Regions from separate parts of the Mus musculus genome. Here region 2 is linked to region 1. Evidence: chromatin contacts called from public HiChIP or PLAC-seq data. All regions are on one chromosome and are shown on one strand. The core of a region is the stretch at or near the end of the contact, and the rest is flanking DNA. Distances in the headings are between cores, read along the strand shown.

Region 1 (5,964 bases), core at 583-3,082:
TATGCAAAGGAACCACATACTCCCTAGGAGGCCCTGACCCTTAAAGCCACTTTCCTTGCAGAAGCAGAAGCCATGCCAGCCTCATTGGATACATTGGCTCTATGATCCATGCGGATCTTGTGAAAAGAGATTTGGAATTCTCACGTTCACTCCAGTGAGGACTGGATGGCGTTAATGTGAGCCTGTTCACATTAGAACATATTCCTCGTGTCCAGTGAAGGGGAAATGGTAATGGTGTGCTTTGATGGGGCCTCCTACACTTGGAAATACATTTGGGTTTTGTATTTTAAATCTTCATTGTGAATATTCATTATACATGGTACTGTGTTATATAAGGACATTTTCTTACAAGTGTATCTTATATTTTGAGCATAGTCTACCACCATTTTTTGTTTTGTTTCATTTATTGAACTTGTCTGCTGAAACTTGGTTTCTTGTTGAAACAGGGGTTTGATTCACAGCTCAGGGTGTCCTGGAATGACATTGCCAGAGCTGACCTTGAGTTCATGATTCTTCTGCCTAGGAGATCTTGGGCATCTGCCGTCATATTTGACTCACTAGAAAGTTTTTTGGAAGAGTCTGTAACCAGCCTCTACAAAACATGGTTTTATGAAAGTTTCTTAACAAAGATCAGATGCCTCCAAAAAAATTAACATCAGCTTAAAAAAATAGTTCCAGCCAGGCGGTGGTGGTATACACCTTTAATCCCAGCACTTGGGAGGCAGAGGCAGGTGGATTTCTGAGTTCGAGGCCAGCCTGGTCTACAAAGTGAGTTCCAGGACACCTAGGCTACACAGAGAAACCCTGTCTCAAAAAAAACAAAACAAAACAAAACAAAAAGTTCCTGGGCTGTGGAAGGGGCATACGGGGTGATATGCAAGCAAACAAGAGGACGTGTGTTTACCCTAGCACTCATGGAAAAAGCCAGATGTGGTGGCATACCCATATAAGCCCAGTGGTAGAGGTAGAGACTGGTGCTGACTGGCCAGAGTACAACTAATCTGTGAGCACGGGTTCCAGTAAGAGTCCCTGTTTCAAAAACTAAAGAAGGGAGCAATGAAAGAAGACATGTGCCATTGACTCTCTGACCTATAACCCTCCCCGAGGCCTGCACATACACACGGACACCCCTCATGCATGCCATCATAGTGAACTTTTCCTCTCCTTTTCTCTTCTGTGCTCAGTCAGCTACCTCCTTCCCAGCATCAGCACCCTCCGGATACTTAAAAATGTAGAGTTATAATGTCTTTTCCCCCTCCTGAAACCATTCTGGTTCTTCTCCATGACAATCGAATGTGTCCTGGAGGACGTGAGTCATAAGGCGGCCTGTGCCTTTCAAGATTCTCTCTGCTTCTGCTCTGCCATGCTGTCCTGGGGCTATCATCTTTGCTGCTCTGCCATGCTGTCCTGGGGCTATCATCTTTGCTGCTCTGCCATGCTGTCCTGGGGCTATCATCTTTCCTGGGATCTCCTCTCAGAGTGGACTGAAAACCCCTGGAACCATAAGTCCAGATATACCTTCCCTCTCCTAAACTGTTTCTGTCTGGTATTTGGCCACCATGACACAAGAATAACAAACACAGCCCCTTCTGTCCTCACCCCAACCACAGTTCCTCTGCCTCGGGGGCTTTCAAATTCACCCCAGCTGTTGTTTGGGGAGAGCGTGTGGACAAAAGGACTCCAAGCAAGCCGTGATGATGGATGGCCATGCAGGGGGATCTGTATTATGACGGAGCATCCTTTCTCACTGAGATACGCCATTCTGAGGATAGACTTCAGACGCGGAGGCACAGAGCCAGGCCAGCTGTGTGGAGCTGTACTCCAGCCAAGCAACTGAATGTCTGCTTTCAGGCGGCCCGAGGAGCTGTTACAGTCCTCTGCCTCTGCCGCCCAGGGCCTGCCCTTCTCCTCCAGTGTCTAAGAAAGGTCACAGGGAGAAAGATTCTTTAGTGCTAGTGTTCCACATGTGGTTCCAAACCTTTGTTCGAGAGCCTGTAATGAATGTGCTTGCTTATACCCGTCAGCCTTGAATGGAGTTGTTCAAACCTCTGAGAACACTAAAGGAAATCCACCCGAGAGGGACCCCTTCTTCAATTTATCAACCTTGTGTGTACATCAACCGACCTTCTTGTCTTCTTCACTTACCATCTTCTCTTTGTGTGTGTGAGTATGTGTGCGTGTGTGGGTGTACGTGAGTGTACGTGTGCATGCATGCGTGTATGTGGATGTGTATGTGAATGTGTGTGCATGTGTGTGTGCATGTATGTATGTGTGTGCGTGCATGAACATGCCCATATGCATGCATGTGTGTATGTGTGCATGTATGTGCATTTCTGGGCTCTGAGCTCCCTGGCCTGGATGCAGTTTCTTCGGTTTCCTCAGGAGCGAGAGTCTCCCACAGGCCGCGCTAAGACCAAGGCTGTCCAATCAATCAGGCTAGTTCCAGCTTCGCCTTGTAGTTTCTGTCAGGATGGCGCAGAGGTGATCACTGTTTTCTTCTTCCTAGGGCCCAGTTTCATGTGGGCTATGCAACTTCTACACAAGGACTCGGACCAACCAGTCTTGGTGAGATTCACTGTTTCTGGAGTTCCCACCGTAGAAGTGTTACTAGTGTAGAATAAGGGAACTGACAGCGTCATTAAATCAGTGTCTGCATTTATGAATATAAACATCCCAGCACGAGGAAGTCCAGTTTTAATATCCTCTGAGTAAATACACCTCTTTTTCCTTAAGTCTGAAAGGCTTCACGTATGGCCTGGTACCATGAGACCAACTACAGGGAGGATCCTGTCAGGTTCATGCGGCCATCTTGAGACCTACATGAAGTGCATACCTGCTCCATGAGGCTTAGAGCCATTGTTCCCTTTCAGTTCCGGGTCATGCCAGCTACTATTACTACCGCTTCATCTGGGTTTGATATCAATAAGTCCTTACATGCTGAGACTCCTCTGTGGCCACACCACTGTCTTCAGAGGCCAAATTTATCCTCATATACACTAACTACTCCGAAGCCTGTGGTGTCTGGTGCCTGTGGGCCACAGGGGAGGGACAACCTTACAAAGTGGCTCACATCCCTTGACAGGATTTCTTGAAGCAGAGCATGGTGTTCTCACCACCCTCCGTGATCCGAGCCACTTTAAGAGTGCTGTATTTTGCTCTGAGTGGCCCAAATACCACAAACACTCCTCAAGTTCAAAGTTACACATGACCCTGGCACTCCAGAGGTCAGCGCATGCTGCGCATGTCTGCGTTTGAAGGTTGACGCCTCAGACAGTGCTCAGACTGCACCTCCATCTGAGATGGTAGGCAAGCACACCCCTCTGGAGCAGGCTGAGTTTGCAGAGCTCAACATGCATACATGTTGAGCGCTTGGCATTGTTCAGCTAGGGTGAGCTCTTGCATGTACAGTAGCTTTTCAATCCTTGATCTTTTTGACTCGTCTGCACTTTTACTGTTCAAAGCTGGAAACAACAGGCAGAACCCTCATCTGTTGAGCGAAAGATCCTTCTTGTGTCATATTGATGATGCTCATGTAAGGAAATATTCACATTCAGTCAGCAACAGTGTGGTTGATAGAGGCGCCAAGGTCCTGTGTGCTGGGAGACAGGCTACCATGTGCTAAATATGCTCGTAGGTTACACCGAAGTGGCATGGCTATTACAAGAAACCAGAACAAGCCACAGGAACACAGAACTGTAGTTTTAGTATTTTTTTTCTTCAAACATCTTAAGGCATTGGCTTAGTTCAAATGAGACCCAGAAGACTGGCTCAAGTTTGCCAGGTAGTTAATGGGACTCAGGATCTAAAACCTCTCTACAGACTAGTGTTCTAACTAGAGTTATAAATTCTCCCCACTACCAGTAGAAAATTGGAATTTTAGTCGTGCCGCCAGAGCAAATGTTAGCAGCTCAAGGCAGCAGGTAAGATCTTTACTACACATCCCTGTTCATTTAAGTGTTTTTCTGCTCTATATATTATTGGGTGGATTTTGAAGTTGACTGCGGCCCTCCAGAGATGCGGTTTCAGAACAGGTTGCTCATGTAAGGGGAGACTGGCTTAGAGGTTGGGGGATTTCTCTTCTACTGCCTTTGTTGGAAGCAAATACAGATGGAGGATAAAGCAACCATTTTCTGTTTCCCTCTCTCTGCATCTCTGTGCTGGGTCCACTGAGGAATTTCAAGTTGGCTGACCTGGCCGGCCCAGGAGGGAGCCAGGTGCAGGGAGGGTGGACTTTGGTGCTGGCCTTTGGGGACCTCTGATTAGGCTGTGCTCAGAAACCCAGTGAAACCCAGTAATGGGCCTTCAAAGCCTCAGGGTCCGTTTAGAGAAAAATCCTTCAGGCACTGAGGAATTTCTCCTCCTCAGTGGGTTCCCAAGAAAGGGGGTAAAGAATTAAGTGATTCATTCCAGACATCTGACACTCCTTCAAATCCTCCCGCTCTGAGCCACTCTGTGGCTGCGCTCAAGCCGCCCCATCTGCAATGAGGTCATCTTATTGGGGGCACAAAGGATTCCAGGGGGAACATACATCACATACTGCGGCTATTCACAGTGCTCGTTCCTCCTGGCTGCTCACGACTAACAATGAACCTTCTCAGCATTTCATTTGCTTGCAAGAGAGACTCGGGTTAGATGTCTTTCAGTGCACACCCCACGGGCACACAGTGCGGTTATTATTATGTCCTGGCGCTAATGAGAGCCTGGGAACAGCTCACAGTGGCCTAAAATTAAGTTCATTTAATAATAAACACATCACTTTGTAGGTAGCGTAAGAAGTTAAAAAAAAAAAAAAAAAAAAAAAAAAGCCGTGTTCCCCTCCCTCACCATCTTCCCCTTTACAAATAAGAAAACACAGAAGTCTATTTTCTCTTTCAGATAACAATTGCAAAGGATGTCTGGCGACCAGGAAAGGGAAACTTAATTACTGGGAAACATTCCTTCCATGTTTAAAAAGAATGGCTCTGCATACTCAGGTTGTTGTGTGGAGAGCCTGCTTCTTGAGCTACTTGTGACTGCTATTTCCAAAGGCTGCCAGGGGCAGTGTCCTTGGGGCTAAGCTGCCCCTTGATGGGTGTTTCCTCAGTTCACTGCTGTACCCAGGAAGAAGGGTGCCGTTTTAAGATTCTTCTCAGAAGTGTCCCATGCCTTAGCCCCCATACCTCTGAGTGCCTGAAAGCACACAGATAGAATTTGTGGGGACAAGAGAGGAAGGCAAAGACAGTTTGCAAGAAGAGGAGAAGAAAGGAAGAAGGCATGGGAGCCCTCCATGAACCCAGGGAGCAGCAACATGCAGTGTGGGTGAGGGGGCTCCTGCCAGTGCTTGCAAGCCGAGCTAGGGGCCTCCAACCTTGCCTGCCTGCCTGGGACTGGATAGCTCTGAGGCTCGAGCCATCCATGTCTTCATTTGTGAAGTCATACTCAGAATTCAGAGAATGATCAAGAGTCTGTGGTCTGGAATCTTGCAAAAGCAATGAGTTTTCTGTGTTTAAGCACTTTATCAGTAAAAAGTGCCCCTCTTGCTGGGCAGTGGTGGCACACGCCTTTAATCCCAGCACTTGGGAGGCAGAGGCAGGCCGATTTCTGAGTTCGAGGCCAGCCTGGTCTACAAAGTGAGTTCCAGGAAAGCTGGGGCTACACAGAGAAACCCTGTCTCGAAAACCAAAAACCAAAAATCAAACAAACAAAAAGTGCCCCTCTTAGAATGAGAACAGAACCATTTAGCAAGTTCCTGCAGGGCAGTGAATCACCAGGGAATGCGAGTGGTGGGAATTAGTCACGTGATTACATTTGGAAAGCACTTACTGAGTTGGAATTTTGTGCATTTTGGGATAATTGAGCACCTGGAACAAGCAGGTGACTAGAAATACAAACCACACACACATACTCATTGGGTGGTGACACCATACTGGGAAGCGACTGCTTTTATTTGACAGCGGATGAGCAGGAGATGGGGTGTTAGAAGAG
Region 2 (5,744 bases), core at 3,205-5,704, 120 kb before region 1:
TATAGAAAGATAGCAATCAGCACCTACGTTCTTTCCAGGAACCAAACAGAAAAGAGAGTGGGTGAGATAGAATTCTAAAGGATCTGAGAGGGAAAACAGTCTAAAATTTTGTGTCCAGCAAAAGTATCCTTCAGATGTGGAGAGGTCAAGGTTTAACCAAACAAGTCTGCCTTGCTCCTTAGTAGGTCTATCTTACTACAGCTGTTAGGCATTCTTTTTTTGTTGTTTTGGTTTTTCGAGACAGGGTTTCTCTGTGTAGTCCTGGCTGTCCTGGAACTCACTTTGTAGACCAGGCTGCCCTCGAACTCAGAAATCCACCTGCCTCTGCCTCCCGAGTGCTGGATTAAAGGCGTGCGCCACCACACCCAGCTCACTGTTAAGCATTCTTAAGAGAGAAGAAAAACTGGAGTGGTTAGAAACAAACGTCCAGAGTGTTAGAGACAGAATAAACTAAGGCAAAGCTGCTCTTTTCCTTTCTTATTTGATTTGTAGAGCTTACAGAATACAACGTAGGTTGAGTGATTGTAATTTAGGGACTCGTGGGATGAGTCGTGGAGATGAGTGAAGGATAGGAAGAGCTGGGGGCTCTGGTCCAAGGCACCTGTGTGATCTAGGATTTTTGGTAAAGTGATAGTTGAAAGGGGACTAAGAGCAGTTGTAAAGCTATGTTGCAAACTCCAAGGCAACTACTATTCAAGAGTCTTGTATTTGAGAAAATAGAAGTGTAGCTAATAGACCAATGGAGGATACACAGTGGGGAATGCTGCATTAAAGAAAGCCAGAGAAGGGGAAAAGGCTAAAGGTTAAAGGGTTGTGGAGGGGGTGGGGGGGGTGGGGGTGGGGACAGCAGGATGGGTGGAAGGATGAAAGGAAAGAAGGAAGGGAGAGAGGAAGGAAGGAAGGAAAGAAGGAAGGAAAGAAAGGAGGCAATAAATAAATCCAATACCATCAAAGAGGAAAAGCATACAATACAAAAGACAACAACAACAAAAGTACAGCTGTCGGACAGTCCTTTCTGTGCATCTGGGTAGCTCTGGCCACCTGTGGATGACCACTGACATATGACCAGTGAGTATGAAGAACTGCTTTTCAATGTTTAACTTTAAATGCAAAGGTTTTTTGTTTGCTTGGTTTCTGTTTGAGACACTGTGACTGTGTAGCCCTGGCTGCCCTGGAACTCTCCATGTAGACCAGGCTGGCCTTGTGCTCACTAACATCCACCTGCCTCTGCCTCCAAGTGTTGACATGAAAGACCTGCACCACCAAGCCTGACATAAAGACCTTTTAATATTTATTCACTCTGTGTGTGTGTGTGTGTGTGTGTGTGTGTGTGTGTGTGTGTAGCTTGCAGGAGTCAGTTCTCTCCTTCCACGATAGACCCTGGAGATAGAACTCATTATCAAACTTTTTTCCCAACAGCCATCTTGCTGGCCCCTTCACCTAAATTAAATAGCCATTGGGGACTAGTGCTAACATTAGGCAGTTCTTCTCAAAAGGGGCATCATTTGCAGTTCCTCCACCAAAAGGGACACCTTTTTCAAACCTTGCAAGATAGCTGTGTGTCCTAGAAGTTGTCTCCTTTCTAGCTTGCACCCTTGCTGCAGCGTATTTATCTACCATAATTGTCATCCTCATTAGACACGACTCAAAGGTAACAGTTTTCTTAAGGCCACACAATGTCTCAACTCCGGGTCTGACCCAGACCCATCCCTTTCAGCTTTGAACTGCGTTCTTGCCTGTCATCCCCAGTAATCTCGTAGTATCAGGCTGACCTGGTGTGAGGTCCAGGTCCTGTCTGTCCAACAAGAAAGCCCCTGAGAACAGGTCCCAGAAAACCCCATAGAAAGTGCTCATAGCTGTTCCCTGACTTCTATCTATGTTTATATGCATCGTTGGTTCAGGACCGTGGTTTCTGAAATGATGCAGTTGGGCGGTCAGTTCGTTATTTCTCCCACTAGAGGGCAGGCTTTCCAACTCAGTATTATTTACCTTATTTGTTTATTTCTTAAGAATGAGCATGTGTAGTCAGGTGGTGGTGGTGCATGCCTTTAATCCCAGCACTTGGGAGGCAGAGGCAGAAGTTTGAGGCCAGCCTGGTCTACAAAGTGAGTTCCAGGACAGCCAGGGCTATACAGAGAAACCCTGTCTGGAAAAACCAAAAAAGAAAAAAAAAGAACGAGCATGTGTGTCTGTGCGGCAGGTTGAGTTAGTTTTTGTCTTTGCTCTTTGGGAGCAGGTTCATCACCTCGGGTGTTTACCACGGATGCTTTTCCTCTTTGATGGTGCGTGGGTTCCTGATCCAGTAGGTTGCTGGTGGCTGCCCTCTGTAGAGATGAACAATTCCACGAAGCTTTTACTAAGTACAAGTCTGTTTACCTGACATTAAATGGCAGCGTGAGCATTTTGTGTGGGAAGACAGTGTTGATCTCAGGGTGAGAGGAATAGGGCTTGGCCTCAGGCAGGGTCCCACCCTCCTGGGCTTCTACTTCTTGTCAGCATATTTTCTAGGAAACAAGATTCTGTCATGTTTTCAAACTGGAAGGCTCATTTTGGTTACCTCACTGGTACCATCCCAGAATAAGTCATACAGGGTAAGACGGATTGGTTTGTTTCTTAACACTCAACCCAGAACACTCTGTCAACAAACATTTGTGTATTTTTCCCCTAACAAAGACCAGGTCCCTGATACTAGCTGGGTGTCTTATACTTCATGTCAATTCTGACTGTGTCTGCCTGAACTTAGTAACATCAGCTCCCACAGGTTAAGGGCTCCAGTCCCACAAGACGGCTGAAGTCTAGGTATTCAGTGCCTCTGACTGACTGGCTGGAAATCCTTGTGGTCCTCTCCTCCAGTTGGATCATTTGTTAGAACGGTCCTAGAGCTCAGGGAAGCATGCACTAACTTGTTTCTTTTCTTTTCTTTTCTTTTCTTTTCTTTTCTTTTCTTTTCTTTTCTTTTCTCTTCTCTTCTTTTCTTTTCTTTTCTTTTCTTTTCTTTTCTTTTCTTTTTGTTTTTTTGAGGCAGGGTTTCTCTGTATAGCCCTGGCTGTCCTGGAACTCACTTTGTAGACCAGGCTGGCCTGGAACTCAGAAATCCACCTGCCTCTGCCTCCCGAGTGCTGGGATTAAAGGCGTGCGCCACCACACCCGACTACTAACTTGTTTCTTATAGAATATTAGAAAGGATGCAGGTGTTCAGTCAGATGGGAAGAGGTGAGGGTGGAGACATCGCTTTCATGAGTTTGGGTGCTTCGCTCTGCTAACACTTCCAGAGGATTATGGGAACCTAGAAGGCCCTCAGCCTGGCTGTAATGGAGAATACATTAGGTATGGTAGACTGAAAATTGGCCAGGAGCAATCAAGCCTATATTTAGGCTCCTTGCAGATGGGATGGTCTGGGGTCAAAACCCGAGCCGTCTGACCCTGTCATTGGCTTTCTCTAACACCAGCCCCAATTTGAGGCTCTACAAGATCCTCAGTCACCAGTCACCTCATTAGGACTTGGTTCCAAAGCATCATCTGGGAGGTTTCAAGGTTTGTAGGTGCTGTGGACCAGAAAACACCACCAGGGCCAAAATTGTTGTCGACATTTCGCAGTTGACTTAATTAGGAGTAATTTTGTGTCATGCATTCATCCCATGTACAGAACACTGCCTGGTATGTAAATCCATTTGTTGAGTTGAAACATCCATTTGGCTCTTTCAAAGGTATTTCAGAGAATTCTATTTATTTGTTGCCTTCTATTCTTTTGGTTATCATACAAAGGCATGGGCTGGTTTCACTGTGACATTTTTGTACGTACGTATTTTTATTTTGTGTTGTTCTTTATCTCTCTTGCCTGCCTGCCCCCAACCATGTTCTGATTTCTTCCATATTATACTAATAAAAGGAGAAGTCCATCAAGAAGGTGTGATACTTGTAAATCTGTATATACCAAACATTGGGACTCCTGGGCTTATACTACAAACATTAGCCGAGCATAGTGGTGCATGCCTTTGATCCCAGCACGGGGGAAGGGGTGGGGGGTGGGGGTGGGGGAGGGGGCAGAAGGATCTCTGTTCTACATCAAGAGCTCCACAACTGCCAGTGCGACATAGAAAGACAATCTCAAAACAAGCTCATGGAAACTGGATACAACTTGGAAAATGTAAGCCAGGGCTTCGAGCCTTGCATATATATATATATATGTGTATATATATATATATATATATATATATACACATATATATATATAGTATTTGCAAATTCAGGAATGAACAAAAGAGAGAAAGAAAGAAAACTCAGACTCCTGTGTAGAAGCAAAGGTCCAGAGACACTGACTTTCTAGTCTGCTGTTTTCTCTCCCTATGGGTCCTCTGTAGTGTTCGAAGCACAAGGGACCTGCTGTTAGTTATTCCTTCATGCAGAATCTCCTACTTCTCACCAGTGTGTTGAGATCACAGACAAAGCCTACCTTTTCAGTACATAATGCCCAAGTCCAGCGGGAGGGTTCTGATTAGCAATGAGCTCAATACAAACACTGTGCTGTAGAGCCTTGGGCAGAATTCCAAGCTGTCTTGAGTTGAGCTTCAAGCATTGGAGACTGGAGGGGAGCAGAGGTGAGGAAAGTTGATCAGCTGGCAAGGTGGGAATAGTATTCTGGCGATTTGAAAGGTAAAACCTAAAGTTAAAGTTTCATTACTGCCCTAGCCACCTTCCCTCCAAGTCTGCCGGCTTTATACGCTGCTCCATCCATGTCCACGGGGAAACTAGGTCGGAACAGACAACTTCCCTCTCCAACTGTTCATTAAATCACAATGCTTAGTTCTTGTTCAGTGGACACTGCCCAACACTCCGAAAGCCTGCTGCTCCTTCTGCTGGCGCTTGGGGGTCCCAGGATGCAGCGCTTTTCTTGCTAGTGTCTACAACAGCTCCTTAAACCATTTTATTTCAGAGAGTCTGTGGCCTCTAGCATGTGTGTGTGTGTGTGTGTGTGTGTGTGTGTGTGTGTGTATGTTGGTGCATGCACACTCCATCTCCTGTCCACAGCAACTGTTTCATAATTATTCACCCTTAAATATATAATTAGAAATGTTGATGGGGAAAAAAAAGAGTAGAGGAGATGTGATTATACCTGGCTGAGTTGGGAGGAGATAGAAAGGGGGAGGTCAGAATAGGGGCTTGGAGCAGAAAAGGATGAAGTCCCAAGGCAGCAGGCCACAGCTTCCACTCCTCCCAAGCTGTCATGTGATGGTTTGGTCTGCCACTTCCCAAGATATGCTTGTTTATGTTAAGGGGGAGTACCAACAGGAATGGGGTAATATTTGCTGAAAGTCAATTGTGCGCATTTATTTTTAAAAGATTTATTTATTTTATGTGTACGAGTACACTGTAGCTGTCTTCAGATACACCAGAAGAGGGCATCAGATCTCACTACAGATGGTTGTGAGCCACCATGTGGTTGCTGGGAATTGAACTCAGGACCTCTGGGAGAGCAGTCAGTGCTGTCAACCCCTGAGCCATCTCTCCAGCCCCCAATTGTGAACATTTTTAATAAGGGAGAATTGTGTTTGATAAGGAGAATTTATTGGCTTTCTAGTATAAACACTCCAAACCCTGTCTTGAAAAAACCAAAAAACCAAAAACCAAAAACAACAACAACAAAAAGAATGCTAACTGGAAATGGCCTGGGATTTTGAAACCTCAAAGGCCCCCAGTGACACATGGAAACTTGGTGGCATACAAGCAGACATGCTGCTGGAGAA

The links. HiChIP or PLAC-seq counts read pairs in DNA pulled down with a chosen protein or histone mark.
Region 2: a contact with region 1 is called in an H3K27ac HiChIP or PLAC-seq map of stem cell-derived neural progenitor cells, with 2.2 times the contacts expected there. The contact joins two enhancer-like sites. A contact is called at or near these places in 1 of 15 datasets of contacts at CTCF or cohesin (embryonic stem cells), 3 of 484 Hi-C or Micro-C datasets (beige adipocytes and embryonic stem cells), 6 of 115 datasets of contacts at active chromatin or transcription factors (acute myeloid leukemia, astrocytes, large pre-B cells and 2 more) and 1 of 9 other capture datasets (embryonic stem cells).

The regions. Positions count from the first base shown.
Region 1 is chr14:79,202,234-79,208,197 of GRCm38.p6, reverse strand. Vwa8 (von Willebrand factor A domain containing 8) reads right to left here. Exons shown (of 45, transcript NM_027906.1): 45 at 5,888-5,964. Among named protein-coding and RNA genes, the nearest start is that of Gm4632, 6.0 kb to the right of the region's middle. Within about 2 kb of position 1,832, at least 59 of the 459 cell types and tissues checked have an H3K27ac peak or open chromatin away from gene starts, as enhancers often do. A contact at or near this core is called in stem cell-derived neural progenitor cells, where this site is marked.
Region 2 is chr14:79,323,426-79,329,169 of GRCm38.p6, reverse strand. No RefSeq gene overlaps it. Among named protein-coding and RNA genes, the nearest start is that of Rgcc, 25 kb to the right of the region's middle. Within about 2 kb of position 4,454, at least 6 of the 459 cell types and tissues checked have an H3K27ac peak or open chromatin away from gene starts, as enhancers often do. A contact at or near this core is called in stem cell-derived neural progenitor cells, where this site is marked.